4 separate regions of the Mus musculus genome follow, and all the other regions are linked to region 1. A link is a contact called in public promoter capture Hi-C data. All regions are on one chromosome and are shown on one strand. Each heading gives the region's core, a stretch centred on a gene start, on an enhancer-like site or on the middle of the called end of the contact. The rest is flanking DNA. Distances are from core to core; before and after follow the strand shown. Region 1 holds the start of Mettl18 (methyltransferase like 18). Region 2 holds the start of Fmo1 (flavin containing monooxygenase 1). Region 3 holds the start of Tbx19 (T-box 19). Region 4 holds the start of Mpzl1 (myelin protein zero-like 1).

The links. Promoter capture Hi-C pulls out the DNA fragments that hold promoters and counts their contacts.
Region 2: a promoter capture Hi-C map of liver shows a contact between it and region 1, with 5 times the contacts expected there. The contact joins the promoter of Fmo1 here to the promoter of Mettl18 in region 1. A contact is called at or near these places in 4 of 39 promoter capture datasets (cranial neural crest, hippocampal neurons and liver).
Region 3: a promoter capture Hi-C map of liver shows a contact between it and region 1, with 4 times the contacts expected there. The contact joins the promoter of Tbx19 here to the promoter of Mettl18 in region 1. A contact is called at or near these places in 8 of 39 promoter capture datasets (the 3T3-L1 cell line, the C10 cell line, hematopoietic stem and progenitor cells and 3 more) and 1 of 9 other capture datasets (pancreatic islet).
Region 4: a promoter capture Hi-C map of pre-B cells shows a contact between it and region 1, with 10 times the contacts expected there. The contact joins the promoter of Mpzl1 here to the promoter of Mettl18 in region 1. A contact is called at or near these places in 2 of 39 promoter capture datasets (cranial neural crest and pre-B cells) and 1 of 484 Hi-C or Micro-C datasets (B cells).

What each region holds. Positions count from the first base shown.
Region 1 is chr1:163,993,000-163,998,026 of GRCm38.p6, forward strand. Mettl18 (methyltransferase like 18) reads left to right here and starts at 1,890. Exons shown (of 2, transcript NM_027279.3): 1 at 1,890-2,072; 2 at 2,915-4,244. The coding sequence starts at 3,113. The coding sequence ends at 4,201. BC055324 (cDNA sequence BC055324) reads right to left here and starts at 1,797. Exons shown (of 24, transcript NM_201364.2): 1 at 1,611-1,797. The coding sequence starts at 1,721.
Region 2 is chr1:162,864,904-162,870,105 of GRCm38.p6, forward strand. It overlaps Fmo1 (flavin containing monooxygenase 1), which reads right to left and starts at 1,707. Exons shown (of 9, transcript NM_010231.3): 1 at 1,336-1,707.
Region 3 is chr1:165,158,560-165,163,607 of GRCm38.p6, forward strand. Tbx19 (T-box 19) reads right to left here and starts at 2,214. Exons shown (of 8, transcript NM_032005.4): 1 at 1,807-2,214. The coding sequence starts at 2,003.
Region 4 is chr1:165,632,802-165,638,053 of GRCm38.p6, forward strand. It overlaps Mpzl1 (myelin protein zero-like 1), which reads right to left and starts at 1,740. Exons shown (of 6, transcript NM_001083897.1): 1 at 1,502-1,740. The coding sequence starts at 1,592.

The sequences.
Region 1 (5,027 bases), core at 640-3,139:
ACCCTGTCTTGAAAAAACAAAACAAACAAACAAACAAAAAAAGATTGATAAAAAGGTTCCTGTAAGAAAGTAACTCTGAGGAAGCCCAGAATGAGATGTTGAAAAGACTGGAGAACAAGCTGGGCTGAGAACAAAGACCCTGAAGTAGGTCAGCCTGATGATTGGTGGACTGAATGTAAGGACATTATGTATGAAGGACAGGCCAGGTTCAAACTATAGGGAACCTTGGAGACAAGTTCAGACTGTGTTTTTAAAATTAAGCCACATATAAAAGAGGGAGGTTTGGAGTTGTTTGTTTGTTTGTTTGCTTGTTTTTACTCTAAACTTTGTTAAGAATGTATTATAGAAGAACTATGTAGAAAATAAAAAAAATATTCCTAGTACAGGTTGTAAAGATTAGAATCACAGTGGGGGACAGGTAGATTCATGGAGTAATTTAGAATCAGAAATCATAATTAGCTGGTTGCAAAAAGAGTGTTCAAGGTTTACTTACAGAAGAAAACCTGGAAATGAGATTTGCGTTTTCAGTAGGTAGCAAGGTAAGGTAGAAATGGTACTCTAAATGTAGTGTGGTACCTGTAATACTGAGGGGAGGGTAAATAACAGATATCTTCATTCCCTCTAAGCCTAGCAGTCTGAGACACACATTACATAAATAAACATCTTTTGAGTAGGAAAACAGTTGTTTCCAGGAGGAAATTCCATAAAAACAACCCTTCTCGTTGACACACAAAAATTCCAGCACTGCAAACTCAGGATTACTGCAAACCCAAGACCAGTCTGTTTTGTATAGCTAGTATCAGGCCAGTCAGGACTACCATCTAAAAAGCAAAATAATTCCATATCCACACACGGAGTACTTTAAAAACGGTCATCAGCACCACGTTGGATTTTGCTAATGTCTAAGGAATGACTTCAGTGTGAGAGAACTTAAGTTATACTATGAAACATCATTCGTGCAAGGTTTGAACTTTCACTAAATGTAATGGTATTTTCAGTTTTTGGAGGGGTGTGTGTGTGTCTGTTTCTGTGTGTGTAATTTTAAATAGAAGGTATGATCAAAATCATAAAATTAAAATCACCTTTTACATGAAGGGAGTCGACTTCCAATTACAAACACAAAAGCATTACATAATTATTCTTTGCACCTAACTCCACACAATTACAACTCGATTAAAGCCAATACCTGAAGCACCGCCTTGTAACTTAAAAGGGAAACGGGTTCGAAAGGGGAAAAGCATTTTTGTTTACAGACCATCCTTTGAAGATGTGGTACCACGGAAGAACTACAACTACATCCTTCAGCTCTCACGCTTCATCCAGATACTGAGCACCAGCGCGGGCATCTCCCACACTTAGGCAAGTGCGACCGACCGGGCAAACTTAGGAACAGAGAACTAAACTTAAGGCATGAGAGCACTCATCATTTTCAAACGCTCCAGTCGCAATCGTCCGACAATGCTAGGCGCGCCTAGCCCCTCAACCCACGGTTGTCCTCGTTCCCTTAACCATCACCTCGCAAAACAAAACAGAGTTCGAATCCCAGGCTGCCCGCGTCAGGGCGGAGCAGGCTCGCGACACACCCCCCGCTCAGCGCCCTCCAAGGATATGAGGAGCCGGGGCAGCACCGAAGGCAGCTCCCGACGGCACATCTCCTCCGACCAGCTGCTGAGTTCCTCCAGCACGACCCCGCTCGCCACCTCCGCATCGTCCTGCGACATTCTTTCGCCACCCCCGAGAGACGAACGAATCCGCACGACTCCCGCCACAGCTTGGAACGCCGTCCCAGCAGGCTTTGAGAGAGCTCCGCCCCCACCAAACCATAGAGAGGAGCACTCTCGCCCCCAAGCGTCGGGGCCCTCTCTAGCTATTGGAGGACTCATCTCGTTGGTGTTCGCCGTAGGCTGAAGGCGAGTTTCTCCGGTAGTTTGTTCGCCCTGGCGTCTGACTTTCCAATGCTGAGACCAGAAGTCCTCAGGTTTGCTATCCTCAGTCCGGGGGGACTTTGAGACGACGCGTAGTTTCAAGGGTGACCTGGGCTGAGGCCAGGAATGACTCTACTCCCCTGTGAGGTGCGTTCGAGAATAGGAATGATTTTACTGGCGTGCGTGCTTCCGTTCCTACGGCTCCTGCCAAGTGAACGGAGATCCCACCGTCCAGAAATGTGCAAATTAAAACGGGTGTTATGGTCTGGCATATTGCCGGAAATGTTTCTATACAATCGATTATACTTTCCACAGTCCTAGTCTTTATTCATCCCTCCAGTCACATAAGGTGTAGAACTACGTACACATAAATGTACCGTTTGGATGAGTTTGCACACACCAGATCACACACACCTGTGTGTGTTTGAAAATGGATACCCTACTTACCCAAATAAAACCTTAAACTGTTTTTGCGAGGCAGAGATGAAGGAACAAACCTGGATGCCACTGTGAACAAAGAGAAAATAATTACTGTAGATGCGTCAGAAATTTAGGAAGATGAAGGTGAAGATGCCTGAGCACAAGGCAACTAAAAGACCAGGCAGGAAGCTGGGCATGGTGGCGCACGCCTTTAATCCCAGCACTCGGGAGACAGAGGCAGGTGGATTTCTGAGTTCGAGGCCAGCCTGGTCTACAAAGTGAGTTCCAGAACAGCCAGGGCTATAGAGAAACCCTGTCTCGAAAAACCAAAAAAAAAAAAAAAAAAAAAAAGACCAGGCAGCAGGTAGCTAGGCTGTCCTGTCTACAAATCTTGGGGTTTATTGTTCTGGTGAAGGTGGTAGCTGCTATAGCTATTCTTTTGTTTGTCTTTATGTTTTATCTTCTACTTTTGAATACTTAAGGCATCTGTGCATTTTGCTAAATCGCATACACACAGCCTTTTTTTGTTTTTGTTTTTAAACATTTTCTTTTCCCCCTTCCCTTTCCAGGGCTGAACTGAAAAAGGATCAAAGGCGTCTAAAACGTCTTTGGAGCCCCCTCTGAATACATCTGATGGTGTATACGCAGCTAACAGACATTGGGCGCAACAGAACTAATCGACTGTGTGATCGGTTATGCCATTAAATTCTTTCTAGAAGCTGAAGCATCATCCTTTGGTAAAAAAACGGTGTGCATAGAAAAAGAGGATGGCCTTTCAATTCAATTTCAGCATAGAAGAAGATCTGGAAAATAAATTAACATCCCTCGATGATGGAACTTGTGTCTTAGAAAGTCAGAAAGGAAAGCAGGACAAAAGGCAATCTACAGAACGTCCGGGCTTGCCTCGGGATCACTCTTGGAAATGCTCCTCACTGGGAAATGCAGCTTCCTCTGAAGACACTGGCAGCCCACCCCCTATTGCTGACAGGTCAGATGACCCAGAAGCTTGTAAACACCAGCCCTCCTGGAAACCTGCTAAAGAACATGTGATGCCTAAAGATGTGAATCACGTCTTAGAAAATACGGTTTTGGAAATGTTGCCAGGTCCCCAGCATGCTAACACAGCAGTAGTGAAAACCGTCTCTTTGAAAGAGAAATTCCCTGGAGAAAACATCGTTTCAAAGAGCTTTTCTTCTCATTCTGATCTGATCCCAGGTGTTTATGAAGGAGGCTTGAAAATCTGGGAATGCACCTTTGACCTCTTGACTTACTTCACAAAAGCCAAAGTGAAATTTGCTGGGCAGAAAGTGTTAGACCTTGGCTGTGGGTCTGGGCTGCTTGGGATAACTGCATCCAAAGGAGGGGCTAGGGAAGTTCATTTTCAAGATTACAACGGTTTGGTGATCGATGAGGTGACCTTACCTAATGTAGTTGCTAATGTCCCTTTGCAAGATGACAGCAATGGCAAAAATGAGCCAGATGGGAAAAGACAAAGGAAGTCAGAAGTAGGCCGAGAAATCTGTAAATGTCGCTTGTTCTCTGGGGAGTGGGCTGAGTTTTGCAAGCTTGTATTACGTGAAAAACTGTTTGTGAAATATGACCTCATTCTCACTTCAGAAACCATTTATAATCCGGATTATTACAGCACTTTGCATGAAACATTCCTCAGGCTATTAAGTAGGAGTGGCCGGGTGCTTCTGGCCAGCAAAGCACATTATTTTGGTGTTGGTGGTGGCGTTCATCTCTTCCAGAAGTTTGTAGAAGAAAAGGGTGTATTTGAGACTCGAACACTTGAAGTAATTGATGAAGGTCTAAAGAGATTTCTAATGGAGATGACTTTTAAGCACCCCAGTTAATATGCACCGAATGGCGTAATGAAATAAAAAGAATACCCCAGAATTTGTGACTGTTCAATTTCTTTTTTATTGTTATTCTGAAATTACGGTTTGGTGTTTTTTTTTTTTAATTTACTTATTGAAATAATAAGCAAAGTATAGAAGTAGTAGCCTCATGTTTTCTATGTAAAACTACAAGTTTCCTTGAGAATTTAATGAGCTCTTGAATCACTTTGTGTAAAAGTTCTTTCTCCATCCTCATTCTATTTGATCTTTCTACAATCTCTAACACTCCATAAACATGTTCCGAGGGAATACTCCCATTTCTTGACAAGTTTATGAATCTCTCTGCAGCCTTTGTTAGTTCCTTGTCTCCCTGAAGTGCCTGGCTAGATCGATACAGACTTTGATACGGACTTGGATCCCTGAATAATACTGACCTCAAGCGTCTGGTCCAAGGCCTGTGTTAACTCAGAAGATGTTTATTGATTTGCGTATGTCAAAGTGTTAGCATACTAGGCAGTTGGATTTGCATTAAGAAAAACAAACATGAATCTGTTACAGAGTGTGAAAGTGGCTGGGGATGCAGCTCTGTGGTAGAGCATTTGCTAGCGTGCAGGAGAACCTAGGTCCCAACCCAAAAGTTCAACAACAACTACAAGTGTATAGGTGGTAATGGGAGGAACAATACTTGAAGTTAATCTCTCACCACTGTAAGCCAAGTATGAGACCCTGGGACCTTGATTAGAGGAAAAGTAGGGAAGGATGACTTCAGATTCTGGGCTATAAGATCCTCAAGAAAGAAAGCGGGGATGGAAATGTACTGCTTTGGTTGACTCTGGTACAA
Region 2 (5,202 bases), core at 457-2,956, 1.1 Mb before region 1:
CGTAACCCAGGCTGGCCTTGAGCTTCTGCCAATCCCCCAAGTCAACCTCCAGAGTGCTGGGATACTGGCATGAGCCTGGAGCATGTCATAGTTTTAGCGTGAGACAGGGCTGTGTTCCATTCAGTGACACCCCCCCCACACACACACCCCGGGTCCTCTCCATGCAGTTTTATGAAGCAGGGGCTCAACAGCTTCTATGATAAAAAGTGGGAAAGTGTTCTATGAGGAACAACACATGAGAAGGTCCTGTCTTAGCTGATCCTAAGATCTGAGAATCTACAGCGCTCAGCCACCCCATAAATCCACACTGAGTGTGATTATGAGTGAAATAAAAACGAATTTTCTTTCAATTTCTTTACAATCTGTACAACCGCCTACAACAGTTAGAACATAAGCACAGATTTGTTTGGGCTTGACTACTTAGCAGGAACTTTGGCCTGGGGGAACTGTGAAGGAATTGCTGACATGCAAATCATCACTTTAAACCTGGGAAGTTTGGGAACCTCTAATCCAAGTCTTACCTTTTGAGTGTGTTTTAAATTGACTTGGAGACCTTACTGTTTTTTGTTTTTTTCAGAAGATTATCCTCTAACTGAGGGTAATTAGCACTGGATCAGTTAACCAGTATGACTCACTTACACGTTCACTAGGAAGGCATCTTTATTCACGCAGGCAGGTACCCCCACATTCTTCTTTAGTGTGTGCCAATATCTCAGAATACTGACAGGCACAGACTGCCCTATCAGAGCATATCCCTAAATGGGTTGTGTCAGTTCAAGCGTTAGCACTTGTAGTATATTCAGATGGATAATTGGGACCTGGGCTGGAATAAGAGTATGTTCTGAGATTTGTAACCTCTTAACAGCAGACATTTACTTCCTCAAGCCTAATCCTAAACCATCTACCACATAACACATGCTGCCTCTTACAAGGTTATAACAAGTTCCCTAAGAGAGTAAAGACTCTAAGAAAACAACTGGGCATTGAGACCCATGTTTTCTATGCTTACATAAAATATATGGAATTAAACTGTAGAAGTGACTCTCAAAGCCTTCATCTGGATACTTGTGGATTGAAGATTAGCAGATAAGATTTATAAATAGTACAAAAATCGAGAAATTTGATTCCCAAGTACAGAATAGAGCAGGAAACACAGAAACAGAAAATTGGTGAAGTGCAAACCTAAGTTAGTCAACTTTTCAGAAAGGCTTGCTTTTTGTTTCAGTTAATGTAACATACTGATACGTGGTAGATATACCTTACAAACCATTAACTCATACCATGCTAGAGGCTGCTGAGGGAAGCACTTAATAACTCATCCAGCAGAGGACTTACCAGTAAATGCAGAAGTTTAGCAATCTGACTTTATGTTCCTGTGACAAGGTCTCAAGTTCTGTTCCTTACGTTGGAGCAAGGGATGGTCGAAAAATTCCCCCAGGGTCACTCGTGGAGGGAGCTGTGTTCTGTTGAGACGACTCCTCTCTGATGTACAATAAGAAAAAACAGGAAAAACTCAGCTCCACCTTCTTCACCCAGAGGAATCGGAGATTTTTATGGGGTTACTGACTCTAAGTAGCTGTAATTGCTCATTCCAGTGGCCCTGACACAATTAGGATCCCAGAGCTAGTAACAATCAAAATTGTTTTGAGCCAGTGTTTGGGAGTTCCCTGCACACAGGATGAGCCTGGTCTAAGAGATAAGAAGCGTTAGGAAAAAAAATTGGAACCGAAGGTTAGCTGTTGTTTGTGTGTTCAATTGATTACTTGCAACAGTGGTATGCTGAGAGACAGACTGCCTGGTGATATGTACTTAAAACTCATCCTTCTGTTTGCAAACTATAAATGAAATTGGGTACTTATAATGGTATCCTTCATTTCATTCTTCCCTGGGCTAAGGATGAAATTAACATCTGCTACATAAATTCACAATCATATTAACAGCTGCTACATCAAACTTGCATTTTAAGACTTTTGGTCCATTTCTCACTTAGAGAAAATTGTTATTTTAAAATGCACACATTACTTACATTTATTAAACACATTTTAAAGCTCCTTTAACTGTAGATGATTGTCCAGGTGCTTGGGAAATGCAAGACAGATGTGTGAGAAGTACATAGCCTTCGAAGTCATGAGTCCTGGCTTCTAATGTGTTCACTAGCTTTTTTTTTTTTTTTTTTTTTTTTTTTTTTTTTTTTATCAAAGTAATCTTTGAAAAATGTTTGATTTTGCTCAGCTCCAGATTCCTCAATTAAAAATATGTAATTCAATGGCTTCCTCAAATAGTTATTGTGGAGTTAGATGAGGTAATCTATGTGAGATGGTCATGCGCATAGGAAACTCTGGTGCATAAGGGTGTTGATAGTGTTATGCATTGCTCAATTATTATTTTATCATTGATCCTCAGTATTGAAGAGATTCCTACAGGCATGAAAAAGAAAACTCCAAGAGACATTGCTCAATTATTTTTTTATCATTGATCCTCGGTATTGAAGAGATTCCTACAGGCATGAAAAAGAAAACTCCAAGAGACACTGGTGGACTGAGGCAGTAAAAGGCTCTTGACAGGCTAAATATTTTCTTAACCATTTCAGCACAGCCTGTAACTTCACTTCTGGAGGATGCTATAGAACATCAAACATTCCGATTGTTTGTTCGGCTCAGCTCTGATCTTGCTGACTCATTAAGCACTTGGCAAGTCGACAACATTGCTGGCTGTGAGTTCTTAGTTCAAGTTACCCTCCTGAAGCTCTGAGGATGGTAGTCATTGAAGGATTTCAAAACTTAAATTTGACCATAAGGTAAGCCTTCAGGACGACTGTTAGCTCAGATGTCCCTTTGAATGTGACCTTCAGTCAGAAGCATCTTAAGAGTTAGGACTAGGTTACTGTCCAAAGTTTAGCATTCAAATTACGTTGGTGTGTACATGGAGAACACTAAAGGAGTCACTTGGCCCCGGTGGTGACAAACTGCACATAAGGGAGATTAGGCTACTGAGTGATCATAAACATGATCATTTTACTATATTCATTTCCATAATTGGCCAGAGACTTTTATTAATTATTAAATGAATGAGGCATCTGACCTTCACTGGTAGTTTCCATTCTGGCTGCTTTTAGGGATCAATATTAGTCACCTATAGTTAAGGATACAGGATGAAGAAAGGCCTCTAGCCTGTTAGTCAAGTGAGCCACATTGGTAGCCAATAAATTTTCTTTAGTGCCTAGGACTGGACTCAGTTGGTTCTTCAACCCATGGGGAACCAGGATACTGGTACAGGTGAGCAAGAAGTTGGCAAAGAGTGACAAACAGACATTGACACAGAGAGAGTGCTGTATCTGAACGTAATGTCTCAAAGTGAGCATCAGACTTATATTACAGAAGAAAACAAAGAAGTTAAGTGACACATCAGCCAAGGTACATTGAAGTTATCTGACATAAAACAGAGAAATGCATACATAAAGACTGGCAGGAACCAGGCAGAGTTTACAACTGAGGTACTATCAGCCCTATCTAAAGTCAGCTATTGATAGGATCCAGGTGAAAGGGCGAATATGCCCAGGTGCAATTCTGGTCTATTGAATAACCCAGCACCAGAGTGTTTCCACTCTTGCTAACCTTTTCATTAATAATACAATACTCTAGTTCCTCCTTAAACCATAACCCTCCTTGTTCCTAGACAACTGTAAATTCCTGAATATGGGAGTGACTCGGCTGTAATTCTAAGTTTACTTTGTTGAACTAGCCCTGAGATTTTTAGTTCTTATCCAGTAAAATACTGCAAGAAAGCATGCAAGACCCTCCACATTTTCGCAGGGACAAATCTGGTTATGGGGCACCAGAGACTCTTCAGGAGACAAGTTTCTGTGGAACAATTTGCCTCAGGACTGCAGCCAAGCTTTTGGACTTGCCACTCAGACTTCACTGGAGTGAGTGTGGACTTTAGGAAATAGTATAGATTTGCACTATATGGCTCCCTAGTGGTTGGTTGGAAACATGGTTAGTCTGCTCAAATAACTGAGAGCCAAAGTAAGCAACATGCCCGTTCTGGGCCAGAATCGCGTAAGTAGACAGAACAAGCTCTTCATTTGCAGTCCAATAACCATCCACTTTCAAGAAGGATGTTCTTCTGTCTTGGATAGGCCAGTAAGAAGTGCTGAGGCATTGCCAAAAGGTCCCCAGTGTCTTAAGAAAAATTCTGTTTTACTTCCAAGTATTGCTATTTGGTGATGAATACATTGTGCCCAGCCAGCACTAAGCAAAGAACTAGAAGGCTGTTAACTGAATCTTTCATTCTATCTCAAAATCATCTCCATTTAAAAATTTACTTTTAGTTTTAATTAGTATGTGTGAATGTGCACATGTGATTGCAGGTGCCTGCAGAACCTGGAAGAGGACATGCAGTCCCCTGAAGCTGGAGTTACAGGAGGTTGTGTGTTATCTTATGTGGGTGTTGGGAACTGGATTCAGGTCTGCTGTAAGATCAGTACTTGCTTTCGACTGCTGAGCCATTTCTCCAGTCCCATCGTCTTAAATCTCCTTTTCTTCTCCCACTTTGATTCGTTCTTAAAGCCATATAATTTTAGAGCTGAAAAGCTACATGGGGTTAGTTTTAGCCCCACTTATAAATTATACCCTTTTCCTTTCATGCCATGCCAAAAAACAAAAACAAAAAACAAAAACCAAAAAACCCAGCAACAAAACCAACAAACCAAACCAACCAACCAACCAACCAAACAAACAAACAAACAAAAAAACAACCCCCAAAGTTTAAAATATATGCAGATCTCCCCTCCTCAACTCCCCTACATAAAGTACTTTTCTTGGCTGTGTTTCATTAAGAAAGCAAACATCTTTAATAGGAGCCAGTTCTCCCAGGCACATTCTCTTACACGTTGATGTTATTCATTTTATCTGTGAGAACATGTCTGTTGAAAGAAGGCACTGGAGGAAGATAGAGGGGGAGCCCCAAGGCTACTCCATGCCAGTTTAAATGTGTCTCTGCTAGAGTTAAAGAAATTTATGAGCTGCCCAGTGTGTGTTCTGGGATTTGAACTCAGGTCATCTGATAGAGCATTAAGTCCTCTTAGAGAACGAACAATATCCCCACCCCGGATATACACTGTTTGTTTCTTTTTGTTTGTTTCTGAAGTAAAAAAGAAGGCTGGATATATAGCTCAGCATTCAAGAGCTTGCCTTATAACCC
Region 3 (5,048 bases), core at 964-3,463, 1.2 Mb after region 1:
CTCCTCTAAAGCATAAAGCACACTGCCCAATGCCTGGGAAAATCTTTACCCCAAAGAGCTCAGCAGAGGTAAGGTAATTTAAGAAAAAGATTTCACTCACAGCAGAGAACTACTTTAGCCACAAGTACACTGTTTACACACACACACACACACACACACACACACACACACACACACAAATTCACATAATTAATAGGAGTGACGTTAAGCACAAGGAACTTTAAATACTGAAAGAAATTTTTCTGAGGTTTAAAAAAAAAGGTTAAGAGGCCCTCTTTTCAAGTGGCAAAGGTACATTCTGCTATCATTTACTATCAGTTTGGACTGGGCAACGCCTCTGAAGATCCTATTGCCTTTAGGAAAATACTTGAACCATATCTTTGTCTATTGGCTGTACTTCTTTAGATCATCGTACAGGGTCAAACAATGGAACGTAGCTAGCGGCGTGGTGACTCAGTAACCCAACACACACAGAGTGCTCCCCACATGACAGCTGCGAGTCACAAGTGCATCTGCGCTCATCTTTGGAAGGGACCGAATCCGATTGAGAATGTGGGGTAGACCTTTGAAATTAAAAATATTTTATACAAAGAAAAGAAACGTGTGAAATTAAATTTTCAAATATTCAAAGCCATAAATGTATAGTACACACATGGGAGTCTGTGTGGAAAGTAAAAGACTGTCACTTTTACACAAGGTTGGTAGCTTTGCTACTGTGATCGCAGTGTATAAAATGTGTGTGTTTACTGTATAACTTTGTCTTACAGTAGTTTATTGTCATGCAACAGCTCTCACGTTCATAATCCTCCCAGCTGTACAAGGGACAGCTCTCTTTCGTTGCTGTGTTTTATTCATAATTACAAAGCTAAGACACCAGAAATTGAAGGCTTTTTATCAACGACAAAAGTCAGCCTGAGGTTCAGCTAATTTCAACTTTTCTCTCTAAGCAAAATTTCTCTCAAGGTGTAAGAAAAAGAGTCTGGGCTCAACTAACACTACTGAAAATGTCCTTCGGGTACTTTGTGTCCATAGGTACCCAAAGATGTGTGAGCATGCAGTGGGAGTCTCTTTCAAAACATTTGCATCTCCTCTGCTAAGCTCAAGCTTTAAAGTTCCCTCAAAGGCGCCTAACAGGCTAAGCTTCACAGGATCTGAGAAATGCCAGCAGGGAGCGGTATGGACAATCCCCACTCTTTGCAGGGAGAATGAAAGAAGAAAACTTCTCTTTCCTAAAACTGGGCATTAGAGCTTCATTCCCTATTATACGCCAGCTTTCCTAACTATGTGAAACACACAATCGAAACTCATTCTCCCTCAACATGCACAAGGAAGCAGGCAGAGAGAGATAGGCCATGTGGCCCTTTCAATCCCAGTCTTCAACTAGTCAAAATCGTCTGACAGACAGGTGTGCTGTGCTTAAGAACAAACTATCCAGTTTCCAAATAAAGTCAACTTTCACATTATCTGAACAGGACTGAACACAGGTCTGCTCCAGGGGACACAGTCATTCAAAAATTAATACCAGTTTCTGACAGTTGAGTCCACTTCCCCAATGCATGGGGCATGCTCCCCTGCAAAATAATTCCCCATATAATACATGTAGGTAAGACAGGTGGCCTCCATCTTCCACTGCTCTGATTATCTCAAAGAAATTAAGTTGGCTGAGTGACGGCCAGCCGAGACTGTCTTTAAGATGTTCAGAGCCTGCTGCCTCTGAACGAAGAGTGGTAGCCTCTTTACTACCAAAGGTGTCTTACCTTCCTCGCCAAGCAAAGGCTAGCACAAGTGGGCTGCAGTCAAACTCACCTGCCGTTCTTGGTCACGATCATTTCATTAGTGACTTCCTTGAATCTCTGCCAGAGGGGAGCATCCTCCAGGATGATCTGAAGTTGCTTCTCTGTAGGGTCTCCCTTCTCCCTCCCTGCCTGGAGCTCACTTTCCACCACGTTAAGCAGGCGAGACACAGTGCCTTCGCCAGCCTTCTGTGTGGCCAGTTCACTCATGGCTGTAGACCCTTTCAAACTTTGCTGAGAGCCGTTCCCACTTTCTCTGCCTCCGGCTCCTTCCTTCCCTCACTTGCTGGCTTTTCGACCCCAGCTGGTCAGTGTCTGGGAGTAGAATAAGATGCCTTGGCTCTTGCTAAAGCTTCCAGTGTGACACCCCTGAAAGTCTCCAAATTATACCACCAACCTGTTAAGCTTCAGTTGGGGAGCAGGGAGGAGAGGGTGGGGGGAGGTGGAGAAGAAAAAGCGCTCTCTTAATTACTCACTGGATCAGGTGGGAGTCAGCCTGGCTTTCCCATTGGCCGCCCTGCCTACAGTAGACGTTTAAGAAGAGTACTCCATCCAAATTATCAGGCTTTTATCTTGTTGTACCTGAAGAGGTCTAATCGGTGTATTGAGGACCGTTTTCCCGTTAATTAAAATTATTCCAGGCCCGGACTGCAACAATCAGTCAAATCATGTCTGCGTATAAATTGTGGCATGTGGCACCTATAGAAAAGGAGGTGCTGGCAGGGGAGCCACAAACTTGCTGTCTGGGCAAGCTGTCCTGGCAGAGTAGTCAGCTGAACTCCCTCCACCCTGATCTAGCAACTTGAACAGACACAGAAGCCCTGCAGACAAGAGCAGTCTATGCTGAGGGTGAAGGGCTCTGTGCCAAGATACAAGACCTGAGAATAAAGGAAGTCTCTCTGCATGCTACACTCAAGAAACTGAAGTCAGGAGGAAAAGAACTACAGACCTCTTTCCCCTAGGGAGCTCCTCTGTCATCTCCCCACTGACTGTACCCACCCACATTCACACCCTTTTTACCTCTAAGGTCCTTTTCATTTTCAGCTTTGAACTTTGATCTTCCTCCCTCGAATCCAGACCCCTAGTCTCTCTTATCTCCAGTCCTAGTGAAAGGAAGGGGGAAAGTAATTTGTCCTGAACTATTCTAAGAAAAACTCTGCGCCTCCTGGGTGGGAATCAACGTTTTACATCATTGGACTGAGTGATGCTAATCGTTGGTCCAAAAAGGCTCCCAGTTCTCTTTTGGGACAGCCGTGGCCAACGCTGTCCTTCCGGATTGAGTCCCGCTATTCCCTGAGGATGTAATTAGTAGAAACGGTTACTTCTCCTAAAGACACAGCACAGGGTGGCTGGATGGGGAGGTAGAAACCATGAAGGAGACCATCAAAACAGCTGGAACACCCCAACCCTAGGAGAGCCTAGGGTGCTGGTTTATCTTGTTATAAAAGAAAACAAGAATGTCAGAGCAATGGGGAAATAAAAGCAGAAAACTTAGGGGGAGTCTGAATGTGGAGGATGCCAAACATGAACTGAGTACCTACTAAGCACTCCACAGAAGTGATAGAAGAGAAGCGATATCTTCGTAGAACGACCCATCTGACAGGGGAAAGAAGTGACATGAAGTAGTTTGGTTATCAGCCACGGTAAGAAAATAAAGATCATGCAAAAGGACGAAGTGGTGGAGGAAGCCATGCAAGGTGAGGCGGGGCTGGGGTGGGGAGGGTCCTGATTAGATGCTGTGCTGTAGAAAGGCGATTTGAGAAGGCATCTCAACAGTGACGGAAAGGACACAGAGAAAGTTGAGTATCCAGAAGAGGGGACCCAGTAGTCATGGCTAGGACCAGGCAGGGACCTGCTAGAGGGCAGAGTAGTAGGACTCACTGCTCAAGGGGGAAATGTGGGCAGCACTGAACTGGGTATGAGGGAACCAATGTCTAGCATGATGAATTAGTCCACTTACTGAGGCAAAGAAGCTGAGGGGGATGGGGACTCAAGCAGAGCCACACTTTATTTGGAAATTGATGTTGCAATTCTATACATATTTATAATTTTAAAACGTGGTAGGATATATACTGACCCGAAAGATAACCACACCCTGACCCACAGAGCATATATCACCTCACACAATAAAAAGGTACACTGAAGGTGTGGTTTAAGAAGGGATCTGAAAGCCTGCTCCCAGGGTCATGCCTCCTCGAAAGAGGCCATACCTCCTAACCTTCCCAAGTGGGTCACGTAATCAAAGCCTGAAAGTTAGCATGTATCTCTGAGAGAGAACATGTGGCAGTTGGTTTTCTGGCTCTGGGTTACCTCCCTTGGAATGATTATTTCCGGTTCTATACGTTTACCTGCAAGTTTCATAATCTCATTTTTGTAGTTTTCTTTAAAAAAAAAAAATTCTTGTTTAGTTCCATGCCTCGTTTCTAAAATCGGGTTGGGTCCTGTTCAAACCACCCCCACCCCTTTTTGTGCCTAAAAGTTGAAGCATGCCCCCTGATTTCTCCCCCGTCTGATCCAGAATATCCAGCCTATCCTGATCCACTTGAATCTAGTTTTGTTCCGGTGACAGATGAGGGTCTGCTTCCCGTTCTATATACTATCCAGCACCTTCTGTTGACGATGCTGTCTTTCCTCCAGTGAATATTGTTGGAAATCAGGTGCTTATAGGGATGTGGACTTATGTGTAGGTACTCAGTTCTACTCCATTGATCAATGTGTGCCTATTTTTATGCTGATACCATGCTGGATTTTAATTAATATATATACTATCCCTTGAAATCCGTAGTGATGATACCTCCGGCAGTTTTTGTTTGCTTTATTGTTCTGGGTTGTTCGGCTATCCAGTTATTGTGTTTCCTTCTGAAATTTAAGATTACTTTTTTTTTCCATAAAAAGAAACTACATTGCAACTTCAAGTGACTGCATTGCCTCTGCAGTTTGCCTTTATAGGGTGACTTTTTCACAAAATTAATCCTACTGTTCTATGGAGTATGGGAGGTCTTTCCTTCTTCTGTTTTGTTTTGTTTTGTTTTGTTTTGTTTTGTTTTCTTCAATGTCTTCCTTCAGTGTCTTAAAGTCTTCAATGTACAAGTCTTTAGGTTCCTTGCTTAGATTTATTCCGAGGTGATTTGGGGTCCATTGTAAACAAAATTGTTTTCCTAATTTTTTTCTCAGTGTAGTTCCGTTGGTGTATAAGAAAGTCACTAGGACTTATGTGTTAGTTTTGTATCCTCCTATCTTGCTGAGTGTGTGTAT
Region 4 (5,252 bases), core at 490-2,989, 1.6 Mb after region 1:
GTGCTGGGATTTCAGGTGTAAGCCATCATACCTGGCTTCTAAAAAAAAAAGAAGAAGAAGAATGGTTTCTTTTATAGCAGAGCAGGTGACATTTCATTCATAACACAGTCCCTGCTTCTGCAGCTTTTAACACCCTGAATTTAAGATCACTCTGACCGCCCTGTCCCCAACGGCAATGTCTGACATCACACAATTCAGCCCACAATCAGTCTGATAAAGTGGAGTTTGGGTCTGTTCTGTGTTCCTTTGCTTAAACACAAATACAGCCGGCACCAATAGAAAAAAAAATGGCAAAAACAAACAAACAAACAAACAAACAAAAACCCACGCCTTTTCTGTTTCCTTAGGAGAAACAGGAAAACAAAAACAAAAACAAAACAGATCCCATCTGATACATAAAAAAAAAAAAAAAAAAAAAGAATCTTGTCCATTTTCACCTCCAAGCTATTAACTAGGAGCTTAAATGAAAGCTGGAAATCCAACAGAATCTCACCTATACTCCTGGTTCGAGAGACTACTACATTAAGAACTTTTGCACGAAAGAAAGTACTGAGTAATGGATTTTGAACAAATTACATTTTACACAACAAAAGAATGAGTGGGAGGAACCCCCTCCGTGTTTTCTTAGGAGTTCGACCTCTCGGTAACCACTACTTAGCTGAATTCTGAGACAGAAACAAGTACTTTACTTTGAACAACACACAAAAAAAGTCCTGGGGCAGACACTACTTCAGACGCCCCATAAAACAACTCGTCCAAGACGTCATATAAACCGAGCCGGAGCCTTTATCAAAAACTTAAGCCTGGTTTATTTGGTAAGGGCCTGAGAGGGGGGCTTTTAAAATCAAAGTAAAAGCATGCTTTGTAAATGTTCGTCTTGTCAAACTATCTTGCCCATGTTTACCATTAATACGAATTCGACCGAATTCTTTCAAGCCTTTGCATTCTAGGCTAGAAGTAACGTAAATTTCGCCTCTGTGATTTACAGACCCCAGAGATGAAATAAATGAGAGTCTGAGTTTTCAATCATAGAGCCTTAAGAATTGATCTGAGCGCATTCGAAATAGATCTTACCAGGTAAAGGAAAAACACTGGTTTAAACAAGGAAATAAACCAACAAAGGCCCACAGGTGAAAAATCCTGCAATCTTCCGCCATCTCCCAAAGGTGGAGAACATCAATTCCAGAGTCGGACTCCCGGGAGGTCCTGGGCAACTCAGAATCGCCAGGAGGCGACCGCAGGGGACTGGGCGTGAGTGGGCTCCTGGGACTGTCCCCAGGGAGCTGCAAGGTAGGGAGCTCCCTCACCCCTCCCCGCCCCACCCCCCTCGCCCTCTACGCAAAGGGATCCAAAGAAAGAGGTTCCTCGGCTCCCGGCCGCGCTCCCCGGGCGGCGTGCCCAGGCCCCAGAGCTCGCAGGCCGCGCCCCCTCCCCTCCGAGGCGCCCCGAGCGCGCGCACGGCCGCGGAGCCCCCGCCCGACCCCGGCTCGGCATCACTCACACAGCCCGAGCATCGCGGCTAGCACCGACCACAGCCAGCGCCGGCGGGCCGGGGCCGCAATCAGTGCCACGGCTCCGACGGCCTCTGCCATCCTGCTCCCGCCGCTCCGTTCCGCCCGGCTTCCCGCTGCGGTCGGCTGGCTTGCCTTAGACCACACAGCTCTGTCCGGATCGCGGCTGCGAGCGCGAGGACACCTCCACGCCACCGCTCCCCGCTCCCGGCCCCAGTGGCCAACCGCCAGCCTTCTGCCCAGCTCCAGCCCCTGTGCCCGCCCCACTGCTCGCTCATTGGTCCTCCTGGCAACCTGGGAAAGAAGCCATTGGACAACTCGACTCCCTGTCAGCCCCCTCGGGCAAGGCCCCGCCCTCCGGGCCCCGCCCTTGGTGTGATCTGTGCAGCATGCCCGCGTACTGTGCCTCTGCAGCCGCATTACTTTGAGCCTGCCTGCGTGGCTGGTCGTGGGGCTGCCCTCCGGCCCACCGCCGCCAGAGGCTGCCCTCCTCTCTGAGGGGCCAGTCCCACAGTTCTCTTAATGTCCCTCCCCGCGGTCTCTTCCAAGTCCGGATATCATTTCCGACTAGGATCTGCTTGGTTACTCCTGGCCTCACTCACCTAAAGAAAAGCAATTAATTTAGGGACCGGGTGGGGGAGGGGAGGAGTGAAGTGAAGAGAGAGGTGAGGAAAGACTTCCATTCAGTGGTCGAGATAGAAAAAGACCCACCATCTCTTTGACCTTTGCCGAGTATCTGTCTTTGCCTGAACTGGATCATTTGCGTTGCAACATGAGAAGTCTCCATCTTGCCCTAACCTCTGAGCAGGCCCTTTTTTGGCTTTTCAGAGGACAGGAAAGGAATAGGAATTGGAACTCTTTCCCGCCACCTAGATAACCAGTGACTGCACTTACTGTTTGTTTAGCATATCAACGTCCCTCGGCCTATAGATGAAAAGTTAGGACGGAGGCGGTGCCTTACTTCAATTCTGAAAAGTGCCGGCTGCTACTAGTTACCCAGCAAACCCTAAAGAGAGGGAGGATTCTGAGAATGGTCTTCAAAGGGGGAAAAAGGAGGGACCAGACACAAAACAGATTAGAGTGAACGAAGAACGGGAAAATCCAAGTGAGAGTTTGGAGGAGGAAAACAAGTTTTAGGAACAAGACTATAATAGGCGGAGCGTAGTCCAGTAGACCAAAACGCGGCCTCTCCTTTCAGGATTTTGTCAAAAGCCAGTCTTAACAGTGTCCTTCCGATGTTTCCAGTGGCCTAGCCCCTTAACCTTGCAGTAGAGCAAGTTCCTAATTACTAGGCAATTGGAGAAAACCAAGAATGCATATCGCAGCTATTTTGCCTTCCGGTTAGCAGGTCCTGCCCATCGGTGGCACTTTACTTTCAAGGAGCACACATTGGAGTTTTAATAACCAAGAGTTTAGCAGGAAAGTAGAAAGGGCAAGCTGTGGAGGAGTCTGAGAAAGAAGGACTGTCTCAAGTTTGAGGCCAGCCAGCCTAGGCTGCATCAGGAGTTCTAAGGCAGCCTGTGCCACACAGTGTAGACTACCCTGTGAGACTCTTAAAACTTTTTTTTTTTTTTTGTGGCCATCCTTAGGTTATCCTGTGGGCAACAGAAGGGGAGTGGCCACGAAGTCAGATCTGTACTGAGGAGAGCACCTCATGTCTTTAATCCCACCCTCAGGAGACAGAAACAGGGGGCCTTTGAGAGTTTGTTCTACATAGTGATTCTAGGTCTGACAGGATTACTTAGTGAGACCCTGTCTCAGGGGTGGGGGTGGGGAGGAGGCACGGAGGAGCATGCTCAGGCTCATAACATAGGTATCACAGAAGGAAGGCAGCATTGAGAAGTGGTTCAGAAAAAGATCGATGTAGGAAATAGAATCAAGAAAAAGAGTTCTAATTCCTAGACTGTCAACCTTGCCTTTAGGATCAGTTTCTACGGCCTTTTCAGCCAGCTCCTTCCTCCAGGTGAGCGCCTCAGTCCACAGCAGATGACATCTCAGTCATCTACCAGGACCGGTTGTCTAACATCTCCATGATCCGGGGGATTTTGGTCAGGCTGTGCCTCCAGGTCTCAGAGATCTAGACGGTCAGTAGGATAGAGGCTAGCACTGGTGACTTACTGATGAACGGGCTTCTGAAGGACAGAGGTCAAAGGTGCAAAAAGCACAATAATGACAGGTGAGGGTCAGAGGTTAAAGGTGCATTGGCAAGGGAGCGTCATCCACACGGGAGACCAAAGGCCAAAAGCAAGTACATCAAAGATGGGGCTAACACACTCAGAGGCAGACTTGAGGCAAACCTGAAGACCAGAAGCAAGAAAAAGTAAGGCCCCGTATGACCGGGCCACAGAACAAATCAAGTATACCCTGATCAATTTCAAAAGCTACCGGGTTTAGTAAAAACATGAATCCTATTGGCTCGGTTGGTGTTCCGGTCTATGTGACCCCAGGCAGGACTTTCTTTAAGGATGGTTTAGAAAATGAAAAAATGCTAACATCTCGAGCAATTCTATTGGCTCTGCTGCCAGCCATCATAACTGGCTACTGCTTGTGATCCATATAACACCAGAACCCAAGACAAATATGGCTGACATCTTCTTGTGCTATAGTTTAGTTTTACTGTGATTTATTTAGAGATAGAGATGTGTAACATATATACATATATTATGTGTGTATGTATGTATGTATGTATGTATATAATCATGATGTGTATATTGTCTAAAAAATAAAGCATATTTAAACTAAAAATAAAATGTTACCACAATGGCGCACGCCTTTAATCCCAGCACTCGGAAGGCAGAGGCAGTCAAATTTCTGAATTCAAGGCCAGCATGGTCTACAAAGTGAGTTCCAGGACAGCCAGGGCTACACAGAGAAACCCTGTCTCGAAAAAACAACAACAACAAAAAATGTTGCCATGAAAGAATGAAATTCTGTGGGTAGGGGCAGAAACATGTTCTGAACTCTGAATGGATGACCAACCATTAGACCCAAAGATGACTCCAAGCACTGGTGCTATGGCACATCCAGTGAAGCCACTGGCCACCAAGCCAGATGACGACTTTAGACCCTAGAACTGACTGACAGGGTGGAAGGGGATGATAAATTCCTACAAGCTGTTCTGTGACCTCCATACACACACACACACACACACACTAAATAAATAAATAAATAAATAAATGTAACTTTTTAAAAAATTATGGATCCAAGGTGTGATGGTTTGAATGAAAATGGCTCATGTGTTTGAATACTTAGCCAAATTGCTTGAGAAGGATTAAAAGGCGTGGCCTTACTGGAGGAGAAGTGCCACTGGGGGTGGGCTTTGAGGCTTCAAAAGCCCACGCTAAGTTGCCTTGGTCATGGCATCTCTTCACAGTAAGGTAACTAAGACCCTGGGCCACCCTGAAAAAGGTTTGCCTGAGCAAAATTAGTTTCATTAACAGTCCTGTAGAAAAGAATGCCTTAGTAAAATATCTCTGATCTAGAAGAGATATTTTTGCTAGAAAGATTTGAAAGTCTGGAAATTGAGGTTTTAGTTTTTTCTGAACCTAGAGACAGAAAATGAGAATTGAGGTAATAAGGTCCTGGGGAGGGGGTAGTAATTATTAAAGGAAACAAGGAGATAAGATAGGGGCAGGGACAGAGGTCCAGCTGTATGCCATTACCCACTGCAGCCTGGGAACTTTCCTTTAGTTTTCTTTTTCTTTTCTTTTCTTTTCTTTTTTTTTTTTCGAGACAGGGTTT